2 separate regions of the Mus musculus genome follow, and region 2 is linked to region 1. The links are chromatin contacts, called in public Hi-C maps. All regions are on one chromosome and are shown on one strand. The core of a region is the stretch at or near the end of the contact, and the rest is flanking DNA. Distances in the headings are between cores, read along the strand shown. Region 1 holds the start of 4931406C07Rik (RIKEN cDNA 4931406C07 gene). Region 2 holds the start of Pin1 (protein (peptidyl-prolyl cis/trans isomerase) NIMA-interacting 1).

Region 1 (5,939 bases), core at 2,471-4,970:
GGTGAAAAAATCCTCTTGCAACAGCTTGCTGCAAGTTAGAACACACAATTCCTTAAATATTAAAACATCATATACTAATTATAATCAAGTTTGAAACTGTACCAAGAGGCTAAATAAACAATGGCTTGCCGTTCATCAAAAGGACCAGATGTGAGAGCACAGAAACCACGTAAATGTTATGTGCATGATGGTTCTACTGTAATTCCAGACTTGGGTAGTAAAGACAATAAGAACAAGGTGAATAGGAAGACAACCCAAACTGGCAAGCTCTGCCATGTCTGCACGTGCATACACAAATAAATACAAAGTAGACATTAATCACTGATTACATTTTCCGACCACTTGCAACCATTCAACAGTTAATACTCAAACATTTGAGAAACCTAAGTAGTATCTGGGTACTTGGGTTTTTCTCTCTAGCCCTTGACTAGTTAACTTTTAACTGTCAATTTGGCATAGCTCTGAATTACCCTAGAAGGGATCCTCAACAGAGGATCTTTGTATGATTGCCTAGATTGTGGGTGGGTGTTACCATTCTGAGCAAGAGGTCCTAGGCTAACAATGCCCAGGACCAGCAGCTTCCTTCATGGTCCTATTCTCCAGCCCTTCCTGGGACTTCTAAAAGTGGGCCTTAAATGGTACCATACCTTCTCTCTCGCCTGTACTCAAAGGATTGACTACTGCTGAAAGCAAGCTGGGTGTGGTGTGCTTCAGAATAGTCTAGAGATAATATAAGGGACCTCAAGGGACCCAGCTGGAGTACAACTCCATAAATCTGTGTGCACACTGATAAATATGCTTGTGCACATTTCTCTAGTGATGCAAGAGATGAAAATTGGAGCACTTTATATGGATGTCACTATTGTTAAAAGTAACAATCTGTTTCAGGTGTCCCTCAAACAATTAAGAATGGCCAACAAACCATTCAATCTTACCTAATGTATTCACCTACATTTAAAAAAAAAACTCACCTCATATGTTAAAATTTTCTTCCAAGGTAAAGGTTTTCTTCCACTCTCAGATTCTAAGAATGGAAACACAGCTCCTTTGTCTTTAATTTGTTTTGCATCTATTTGCGACCTTCTAGTGATCCTCGTTCCCGATGGTTTTCCTCTTGGTCTTCCTCTTGGTCTTAATTTTGGCTCATATTTTCTCTTTTTCCTCTTTTTCCGTTTCTTTTTTTTAAATCTTTCAAAAATAGCCTTTAAAGTCAGAGGCCTTGGTTCTATAGAAGAGTCACTTGATGAATCTGTTTCAACACTTGCAGGTAAAGTAACACGTTTCACAGTAGGGTGTCTTTGCTTTTGTATAGGTGAAGGAGCACACTGAGTTTTAAATAAGCTGCCATCAGAGGAGTCATCACTAAAACAAAAATGAAACTGCATCAGTTATCATTAGCTATAATCCTCCCCGAGTTTCAAGGCCATGCTCCCAATCATGCATTCCTTCAGTTCACAGCTCCAACAGCCTTTACTGCCCTTAGAACACCAGACAAAAGCATGACAAACCTAAAAACCATGTTAAAATTTCAAAGTGCATTTCTTCAAAGATCAACCCCCTAAAATCATACCCAGCATTTTAGAATAGATTCAGTACCAGTTAACCACTAGTACTTACTATTATATCTAAAACAAGACAGTTGGTTAAAATGTTCAGTTTTAACTTTCAAAAGCACCACTTAATCACTAAAGCTTCCACTATCTACCTACTAAACAAAAATGGGCCAATAAAACCAGAACTAGCCCCCCAAATGTAGTTTTCTTGGAAAAAATAAACTATGTTCCATTCCTACATGTTCAGGTTGGTAGAATTATACAGTTTTAATCAAACTGTCAAGCTAATATAAATGCTAATTGAGGTTCTCTCTATCTATTTTAAGTACAAGCATTACAAATAACTTGCTGGAGTGCAGGGTGTGGTAACATGCCTTTAATCCCAACTCTTGAGAGGTAGATGGGCAGGATTACCTGGGTGAGGGCAGCCATGGCTCTATCTACTGAGATGTCTCAAAAATAAATTGAACATTTGGACTGAATCTCTAGTTTACCCACAAAAGCTACCTTACCTTTGGTCTCCAGTATCTCCAGCTCTATCCGATGCCACACAGACAGAATTCACTTCTGATTGAGCCATCACTTTTCGCGGCCTTTCCCAATTTTCTGCAATCACAGATTTCAATGATGTACCAGCAGTCTAAGTTCAGCATACTCCTTCCCACTGTGTGAATTTCTGTAAAATCCCTATGGATAGTACATTTTATATCTACTTTAAAGCCTCTGAGTGGGCTTGTTTCCAGTATCCACATCGGGTTGCTCACAATCTCCTGTTAACTCCAGCTCCCTGTTAGTGATCTTTTGTCTTCCAGAGTACCCTCACACATATGGCATAGTTTTCTTTAAATATGTGAGTGAAAACAAGAAGCCACATTCCAATGCAGTTTGTTTTCTCACTAAATCTACCCCCAAAACCCGACATGGCTTTAACCACCACCTAGCCTCACAGTAGCATTTCTAATTCCAATCTGGGCTGCGAACTCGACACTGAAACAGAGTTCGGGTAGTTGGGATATGGCGATAGTGGCTCAAAAATCACTACTGATCAAATGGTCACAGGCCTGTAATCCTAACAACGTGTAAAAGAACCTTTAGATTATGGCTGAGACGATAGCCTAGCAGTTAAGTATACTGTCAATGGCCGGGCGTGGTGGCGCACGCCTTTAATCCCAGCACTCGGGAGGCAGAGGCAGGATTTCTGAGTTCGAGGCCAGCCTGGTCTAAAAAGTGAGTTCCTGGACAGCCAGGGCTATAAAGAGAAACCCTGTCTCGAAACCTCCCCCCCCAAAAAAGAAATGAATAGAATACTGTCAATGGACTAAGATGAGACTCCCAGAACTCACATGCCAGCCTAAAAATAGCTGTAAGCAGTCCTAAGAGATTCGATGTCCTCTTCTGGGCTCTGTGAGCACTGCGTGCACGTGGTGTAGAAATATTAGGCAGGCAAAACGGCCATATGTACTAAAGGAGAAAAGACTACAGTTTTCCTAGGCTACACAAAATCCTAGAACTAAAAATAATCACAACTTTCGAGGATAAGAAAAACAGGGTGACTACGACCTTAGATTGCAAAATGCCCGCTACATGAATTGCTTTTTTAAATTAACCCACCAAAACTGAAATTTAAGGTTGACCCGGTCGCCCCAACGATATGCCTGTGAGTAAATCAAAGATAATTCCTAGGAATCACTCCCACCTGTACGCTACTTTACAGTTCCGAGACTACAAGCTTTGGAGGCCACGTGGTGAGCTGCGTCGACTATGCGCCGTGGGCCCGCTGCAAGACCCTTTCGGAACGTAACCTAAGAGATGTGCGCAGGCAGCACGCGACCCCTTACACGGCACTAAAAACGCCCTCCAGGCCCAGAACACCTCGGCCTCTCCCAACAGCGACCCGGAGCCTCGTGCGGCCTGCGGATGGCGGGATTCCGGCCCGCTGCTCTGGCCCTACAAGAGCGCCGTTTCCGCGCGGACCGCAGCCCAAAGAACCCCGCCCTGCGGCCCCGTCGCCCGCAGCAGACCTGAGCGGCCACAGTGAACAACCGCTTACCTCTTCCGCCGCGTCGAAAAGAGCGCTCCCGGCGCCCAGCAGCCGGACTAGGACAAGGACGAAATCTCGCGTGAGTACACGTTGGTGGGCGTGGCTGTGCGTGTGGTGGGCGGGCCTCCGGGAGGGGCGGTACCCCGGCTCTCCCTTGGCCTAGAGCTATCAGAAAAGACTGGCAGGAGACTAAACCTGTGTTCGAACCTGAGTGGAAAGAAGGCCTTCCTGCAAGTGGGAGGACACTGCGGGCCAGGTGAGCGTCGATTTGTTGTGGTGACTGAGCCCGCAGTGTGCCAAGCTCTCTGTCAGACTAAGGGTGGCATGTGTTATGGATTTCTGTACTGTCCCTGTGTCCTCACTTGCCTCCTACTTTTTTTTTTTTTTTTTTTTGGTTTTCGAGACAGGGCTTCTCTGTGTAGCCCTGGCTGTCCTGGAAGGCACTTTGTAGACCCGGCTGGCCTCGAACTCAGAAATCCACCTGCCTCTGCCTCCCGAGTGCTGGGATTAAAGGCGTGCGCCACCACGCCCGGCACCTTCTACTTTTTGACCCCTGCACACACTGTCCAACAGTCTGTGGAATCCTGCAGCATTGACTCTGGCTTTGCACCCATGCAGGTCCACTAGGACTAAGTTGTAAGGGAACATTACAAACACCTTATTGAGTGCGTGACAAGATCTGTGGTGAGAGGGCAGATATTACTATCCCTTGAGTTCTCATAGACAAACACATTTCAAATGTAAAGTTGTTGGCCTAGAGATATAACTGGATTATAGAGAGCTTGCCTAGTGTACATGGCACCACGGAGAAAAAAAAATAAAAACAAAAAAAGCAAACAAAGACCTGTGTGTGTGGTTAGATCAGTATGAATATAGGGTCCTATGTGACTGAATGAACTATTTGCAAAGCTGTAAAGCCAGCCTTGTGCTTGAACCCTACTAGTCTAGTATATCGTAAAAGTGTGGTATATCATAAGTACCTAATAATTAGCAATATATTGTGTGCAATATATTTGGAAGAGAGAAGTCCCCTCTAGGTGGAAGATGGGCACTTCTCCTGGTGCTGCAGGATTATTCTGAAGTCTTCCTGGTGTCAGCCAAAGGGGCCATTTCTTCACTGCTGATTCAGCTTAGGGTGGGGTGCATTCTGGATTTACAGACCTGCCTTTGAGTTTGTTGTTGTTGCTGCTGTTGTTTGACACATGTCTCTTTATGTAGCCCTGACGATCCTGGAACTTGATTTGTAAACCAGGCTGGCTTTAACCTCACAGAGAACCTCTTGCCTTTACAGCCCTCTGCCTCCAGTGCTGGAGCTAAACATGTGCACCACCATGCCTGGCTTGAACCTGCTTTTGAATCCTGTTTCTGCCATGTAACAACTGAATGATCTTGAATAAATTTTGTTTCCTTTTCTGTACAGTAAGAAGTACAATATGTCTGTCATGGATTTGAGAATTTTGAGGGACTTTAAAGGGCCTGACAATTTCTGAATACAGGATGGCCTTAATCATGACACTCAGCATGATTGTCACCGTTAGCCTGTTGCTTTCCGTGTCGTTTCTCCCCCTGCACGTTTCTCTACCCTGTGTCTGAGCCATTGGCTCCCACCACTTACATCAGGAAAGTAAATATCTGCCTTCATCTGGCTGGAAGCTGTGCTGGAGCAGCTCTGACTATCGATGGAAACCATTCCCTTTGGCTCCTAATTCCAACTCCAACCTCTGCACACACGTGTTCTCCCCTGCCGTCATCTACACAAACGTACATTTCTAAACCAGTTATTCGGTCTGGAGAGTCCCATGGTTAGACTTTGTCTCTATTTTGGTAGGAATATAAAACAAACTGATTTTCTTTTAAGAAAGTAGAAAGTATAAAATTAGGGATATTGCTGGGCGGTGGTAGCACATGCCTTTAATCCCAGTACTCTGTGAGTTCGAGGCCAGCCTGGTCTACAGAATGAGTTCTACAGGACAGACAGGACTAGACAGAAAAATCTTGTCTCCAAAAGGGGGGTGTTACTCTAATTTGAATTCCTATTATTCCTATTATTCTACTACAAGTATAATCATCTAAAGTGCTTTCATTTTCCTCACTATATACTGAGCTATACTAAGACTGGGTGTGGTAGTACATACATCGAACTGGCCCAGCACTCAAGGGATCCAAACAGGAAGAGCACAGTACCAGACTAGCCTGGGCCATATAGTGAACCTTATCTCAACAAAAAATAAAGTAAAATCAAGCAATCAGCATTGGATTAACACACTGCTCATTGAGCAGATTGGGCATGTCTGTATACTAGGCAATATCTCTGGACGCCTGGTACAAAGTGTGATAGACTGTTA
Region 2 (6,300 bases), core at 2,542-5,041, 5.3 Mb before region 1:
TTAAACTGCTCCTTAGCAGTTAAAACAAACAAAAAACCAACCAATCAACCAACCTCATTTTAAAACTACTTATTTCTTGGGGCAGGGAAGCACACATGCTGTGGTGCTCTTGGGGGTGACAGAAAACTCCCAGGAGTGGGCTCTCTCCACATGTATCCCGGAATGGAACTTGGGCCCTCAGCTTTAGCAGCAAGTGCCTTTGCCTGCTGAACCCTCTTGCTGGCCCTTGTCAGAGTATTTTGTCACAGGAACAGGAAAAGAAACTGAGGTAGCCCCTGACCCAGTTGAGAGAGGACCTCCAACAAGCCCCGCTCCCTCCCCTACTCACCATTGATGAGCTCCAGGGCCTCCTCCTTGCTCCTGGTGATCTTTTCCTGCCGCCAGGATGAGGGCCTCCGAGACTGGCTGTGCTTCACCAGCAGATGTGAGCAGCGCACCTTGGCAGGCTCACCCTGGCCATTCTTGCTGCTGCCTCCAACAGTGCTGCCGCCGCTGGGCCGCTCCCACTGGCTGGCGTTGGTGATGTGATTGAAGTAGTACACCCGGCCTGGGGGAGAGCAGCACCTACTTCAGCAGGGGCTGGGCCAAGGAGGCCTCCATCTCAAAGCCAGGATAACGACTGGCTCCGGAGGTGCCTCCTTTAGCAGATCCATTTCCTGTTCTACCCCATGCTAAAGGCTGGGGAGGATGCTGTCCCCATCGGGACCTGTAGGGCTGTGCTAATGCTTTAGGTGGTACCAGACAGACACTCAATCAGTAAATCAGATAAAACAGCTTCCAGGCCTTCTAGATGGCTCTGCAGGTAAGGGAACTTGCCAAGTCTGACAACCTGAGTTTGATCTCCAGGAAGTTGCCCAGTGGAAGGAGAGAACCCATCAGCTTCGAGATGTCCTCTGACCTCCACATATATACCATGGCATAGTGCCACCTTACAAAATAAATACAATCAGATTCTCAAAAGCATCCTCAGTTATAGTTTGAGAATAGCCTTGGCTACAAGGGACCCAATTCCAAACATGTACAACAAACAGTATGGGCTGAGGTTCTAGCTCACTGGTTCAGTGCTTGCTTGGCACTTGTGAGGTTCTAGATTCAAGTCCCAGGATCACATATCACCAGAAGATAAAAAGTGTAACTGTTCTTACCCAGTGCTCCATTCCAAACAAACCCTAGGCACCACCTCCTCCATCTCTGCTACAGCAGCAGTGTTTGTGTCTTGTGCATAAACAGAGATAGAAACCCAAAGCTGTATTCTCAACCCCTGCACTGGTGGCCTAAGTCAGAGAGCAAGGAAGCAGCATTACTTGGGACCTGCTGTCACCTGAGTGACAGTGAAGAGCATAAAGGAGATGGCAAAGGAAACACCTGAAGGAAAAGTCTGGCTTAGTGAAGCATACCTGTATGCTTAGCATTAGGGAGGCTGAGGCAGGGGGATGGATGTCTGCAGTTTGAAGCCAGTAAAGGTAAGTTTGCAAGACTGCCTCCAAAAAGTGAAAGAGAAAAGAAGAGGAGAGGGGAGGGGTATGGCAGAAGCTGAAGGAAGGACCCAGTAGATTCTGGGTCACTCCAAGGGCTGAGAGTCATTCTGGGTTACACAGCTGATCTAGCAGCAGAGAAGGGCTGAGTGTTACCCATGAAAGGGCGGCTTTCATAGTTCTACTGAGAACAAATGGCAAGAATTGGGACTGGTCCATAGCTAGGCAGACGGGCAGGGGTAGAGGTGTGTGTGTGTGTATAAAAGAGTTTTACTACAGGAGGCTTCACCAGCTGCTTCTATCGGACTGGGGTTCAATTTCCAGTGCCCACCTAGAGGCTCACAACTGCCTGTAATTCTAGTCCTAGGGTGTCTAGCACCCTCTTCAGGCTTCTCTGTGGGTATTGCATGCATATGGAATACACATGCAAGTCTAATGCCCATACATGTATTAAAAAAAAAAAAAAAGTTTATGTAGCCCAGGATAGCCATGAGCTAGACCTCCTGCTTCTGTGTAAGTGCTGGAAATACAGCTGTGTGCCACCACACCCAGCTAGAAACAAGTTTCCGCTAGAAGTCACAACCCCACACTAGGAATAGAGCAGCCTGGACAGCTGGACAGGAGCTAAATCCAACTAAAACCTTCCCAACAGGCCATCTCGGTGAACCTCAGCTTTCTCATCTGCAGAGCCGGGCCAGAGGATAAGGTCATCAGAGCCGGGCATAAAGGCAGAGAACTTTAGTCCCAGTGCTGAGAGGCGAAACAGAAGGACCATGAGCTGGAAGCCGGCTTGGGCTACACAGTAAGACTTTACCTCAGCTAATTAATCTGTGTCATGTAATCCCGGTAGACACCAGAGGTTCAAGGCTATCTCTCTCTCTCTCTCTCTCTCACACACACACACACACACACACAGCCTTAAAAAGGAAAGAAAGAAAATGGTTCAATGGGTAAGTGCCTGCAGCCAAGCCTGAGGATATGAGTTACGCATGGTAGAAGGAAAAAAACTCTTGCAAGTTATTGTCTGCTCTCCACATGCACACACACTAAGTATAGTCTTACTAATAAAGACTGCCTCAATAAATACATTGGGCAAAGTGGTGCATGCCTGTAATTTCAGCACTTGGGGGAGCTGAAGCAGGGGACCAAGAATTCAAGAGTAACCTGTCTTTATGAGGCTCTGTCTAATACCTTTCCACATCCACCCTCGACAAAATGGGGAAAGTGAATGACATTAAACCTAGCTGGGTTAATTCAGAGAGAGCCATAAGCAGTGTCCAGAACCCTGATGCTTAATAACTAAGAATTCTGAGAGAGCTCTGTAGGCTGCAGAGACCCTAGCTCTACCTGAGGTCCTTGTAGGCTACTCTAGGCGTTGCCACTGACACCGAGGAAGGCTATGCTTGGGATCAAAAGAAGTAAAAATAAAAATAAAATTAAAAATCATTGCAATCCAGGGCATTCCTAGTAACTGAAGTGCATTATCAGATGAGTTCTTTCCGTGTCCTGGCCTCAGTTTCTCTCACCTCAAAAATGAGAGCAAGTCTTCTTTTGAAAGAGGGTAGCTACAGAGAGGAGGAGGAGGAGGAGGAGGAGGAGGAGGAGGAGGAGGAGGAGGAGGGAGAGAATAAGCCAAGGAAAAAGAGGGAGGGAGATATGGAGGTGGGGGTGGGGATAGGGGAAGAGGAAGAGAGAGGAGAGGAGAGAAGAGAGGAGGGTAGGGGGGAGAGGGAGAGAGAGAGAGAGTGGGAGAACGTGAGACCACACCGACGTGGACTTATGAAAGAACTTAAAGTCTTTCAAAGAGCTTGGTACCATGCTTGACCCAGAGACGAACTGGCCTGGTTAGAAGCCATCACTGCCGCAGGGTCCCGATGGGGGTTGGGGGGTGGGATGAGCAGGCACGTGTCTCGGATGCTGCGGGAGAACTCAGATCAGGGCGGCCCACGCCCTCTGCACTGAGTCCGGATCTCTTCCTCTCAAGGGAGCCCCGAGGTGCAGCCTCGTCACCTCTGAGCACCGGAGCCCAGCGGTGGGCGAGGACGGGGGCGCGTCTGTGCCTGCCCCACCTCCTACCTCAGTTTCTGGCTTTCCGGGCCCGTTATCCGCGGAGGAGGCCAGATCTCCATGCCCGAATCAGGCCGGTGATGAGACTCGCCTGTCTCGGCAAGCTCCAGCCTAACTTCCGAGAGCTCGCGAGGCCCCGCCCTGGCCCCGGGCGACCCCCAAGAGGTACCTGAGCTGCGACTCATACGCTTCTCCCAGCCTGGTGGCAGCTTCTCCTCGTCCGCCATCTTCCCTCCTGCCGCAGCGCCTGCTCCGCCTCCGCGGCTCTGACCCCGCGCCAGAGCAGCGCCGCTGGTGATTGGCTCGTCCAATAGAAACGCCAATTGGACGGCAACACGGAGCCGCGAGCACGCGAGCTTTTTATTGGACTCCCCCGCGGTCGGACCGCCCCTACACACAGCCTCCCACCTTCCCAACACCACTGCCGATTGGCTCGTCTGGAAGCTACGTCTATTGGGTGCTCCAACCGGGAAAGTGGCTCCCTCTAAGCGTCAAAAGGCTCTCTTGGTTCGCTTAGGCCACAAAATAGAGCTTATTTGACTGGCTCCTGAGGCAGCCAATCCGGCCTTCTTGAGCCTTTCTCGGAGGTCCGCCAACATCCGCGCGGAAGTGGCCAGCAGGAACTAAGATACAAGGTACTTTTGCTGTACTTTGCCGTTGCCATAGCAATGCAGTTGCCTTGGTGACTATGCAGCGCCTAACTATGCAGAGGCTAACTATGTAGAGCCTAAATTTGGCTTTTGAGTTCTCCTTCTTCCCACTGTTTTTTCCCAAATGTCCAAAGCGAAACCAGTCCCGTTTGGTTTTCACAAGGCGAACCATTTCACTGGTCCATTCACCCACTTTCCGTGTCTTTTTTAGAACCTACTTCGACTTATTCCTTCTCCATGGGCTCCTCCTGGCTTCTAGGCAGGTGACTGATGGGTGAGAGCGGTACCACTAGGATGAGGAAAGGGAGTAGGAGGGGGTGGACAGCTCCAACGATCAGTTTTAGTCAATTGGTAGTCTAAGGAAAAGGGTGTGCTAGTGTGTACCTTCAATCCCAGTACTCAGGAGGCAAAGGCAGGCAATTCTCTGAGTTCGAGAACAGCCTGCTCTTCAAAGTGAATTTCAGGACAGACAGGGCTTCACAGGAAACCTTGTTTCAACAAACAAACGAACAAACAAGCAAAAGGAAAAAAAAAATCTGTGTAGAGCTAGAGAGATGGCTCAGTGGTTAAGAGCCCTAGCTACTCTTCCACAAGACCTTTTCAATTCACCAGGCCTGAACGTAGTATGCATTCACACATACATGCAGGCAAAACATTCATATACATTAGAACTTTAAAATGTTACTTTATGCCTAGTGGTGGTGGCAAATGCCTTTAATCCTAGCACTTGGAAGGCAGAGGTAATCAGATCTCCAAGCTCAAGGCCAGGCTGGTGTACAAAGTGAATTCCAGGACAGCCAGAGTTACACAGAGAAACCCTATCTCCAGAATTTTTTTTTTTAAAGTTACTTTACAAAAGATTACATTTATAAGGGATACTGCCAAGAAAACTGTAGTCAAGAGCACAATTTGTGGCAATCTGATCTCTCCTTTCACCATGGGATTCTGGAGGTCAAACTAAAGTTGTCAGGCTTCGTGGCAAGTTACCCGTCTTGCTGGCCCTAGATAATTAATGATTTTCAAAGACACTGATGGGGGAGGGGTTCAATGAGTTCACCAATAGTGAAAACCTCTGTGTGACTTAAAAAAGATGGCACTCAGTGACATGAACTCATGAGAAGGGATTAGAAGCAAGATTCGACTGGGTTTAAAGCCAGGCTCTACCACTTACTGTGAACTGCTTAACCTCAATGATAGAGCCTTACAGTAGCAAAGCATGGGCCCAAGGACAGCACTCAGTGGCTAAGAGCATTTGCTACCAAGCCTGAGGACTTGACACACAAACATCTTTGTGAGTTTGAAGCCAGCCTGGTTTATACAGTGAGTTCCAAGACACCCAGGACTACACAGAAAGACCCAGTCTAAAAAAAAAAAAAAAAAAAGAAAAGAAAAAAAAGAAAGTGAGAATAGCTCAGACCTAGAGTTCAAACCATAATAGCAAAAAATGACATGACAGACTTAATAAGGCTACTTTCTTATCTGAAACCAGTATAGAAGAATATAGACCAGATAAGAAGCCTCACTCTTCCTAGCCAGAAATACTCCATGCACTCACATAGGTTCCCATTAAAAGTGTTTATTTTGCTGGATGTGGTAGCACATGATTTTAACCCCAGCACTGGGGAGGCAGAGACAGATGGATCTACAAAAGGCCAGCCTGGTCTACAAAAGGAGTTCCAGGAGAGTTAGGGCTGTTACACAGAAATCTTAACAAACAAACAAACGGTTTATTTTATGCAGGGTGTGGTGGTCTTGCCTTTAATCTCAGAACTCAGGAGGTAGAGGCAGGTAGTTATCTGGGTTCAGTGCCAGCCAGATCTATATTCAAGTTTCAGACAGGCCATGGCTACATATAGAGAACCTGCTTCATAACCAACAACAATAACAAAATTCACCTGAAAAACCAAATAATGTTTATTATTAACCTGAGTCATGGTTTAGTGCATGTGGAGCTCAGAGGACATGACAAAATTTCAAATTGATAGTCTGTAGTAAGCCAGCTGGTGACTGCTTGGAAAGTAACACTTTTTACAGAGCAGCCCCAAATGCATGGTACAAGGAGTTAAGATAAGGAACACAGAAAAACTACATTCTGGTAGCAGTTTCAG

The links. Hi-C and Micro-C count contacts between places; a contact is called where the count stands out from the background.
Region 2: a Hi-C map of B cells shows a contact between it and region 1, with 6 read pairs. The contact joins the promoter of Pin1 here to the promoter of 4931406C07Rik in region 1. A contact is called at or near these places in 1 of 39 promoter capture datasets (cranial neural crest) and 3 of 484 Hi-C or Micro-C datasets (B cells, LSK cells and embryonic stem cells).

Annotation. Positions count from the first base shown.
Region 1 is chr9:15,303,948-15,309,886 of GRCm38.p6, reverse strand. It overlaps 4931406C07Rik (RIKEN cDNA 4931406C07 gene), which reads left to right and starts at 3,720. Exons shown (of 9, transcript NM_001199485.1): 1 at 3,720-3,850. It overlaps Taf1d (TATA-box binding protein associated factor, RNA polymerase I, D), which reads right to left and starts at 3,673. Exons shown (of 7, transcript NM_029248.2): 1 at 3,604-3,673; 2 at 2,066-2,159; 3 at 972-1,362; 4 at 1-28. The coding sequence starts at 2,133.
Region 2 is chr9:20,649,609-20,655,908 of GRCm38.p6, reverse strand. It overlaps Pin1 (protein (peptidyl-prolyl cis/trans isomerase) NIMA-interacting 1), which reads right to left and starts at 3,791. Exons shown (of 4, transcript NM_023371.4): 1 at 3,712-3,791; 2 at 329-547. The coding sequence starts at 3,769.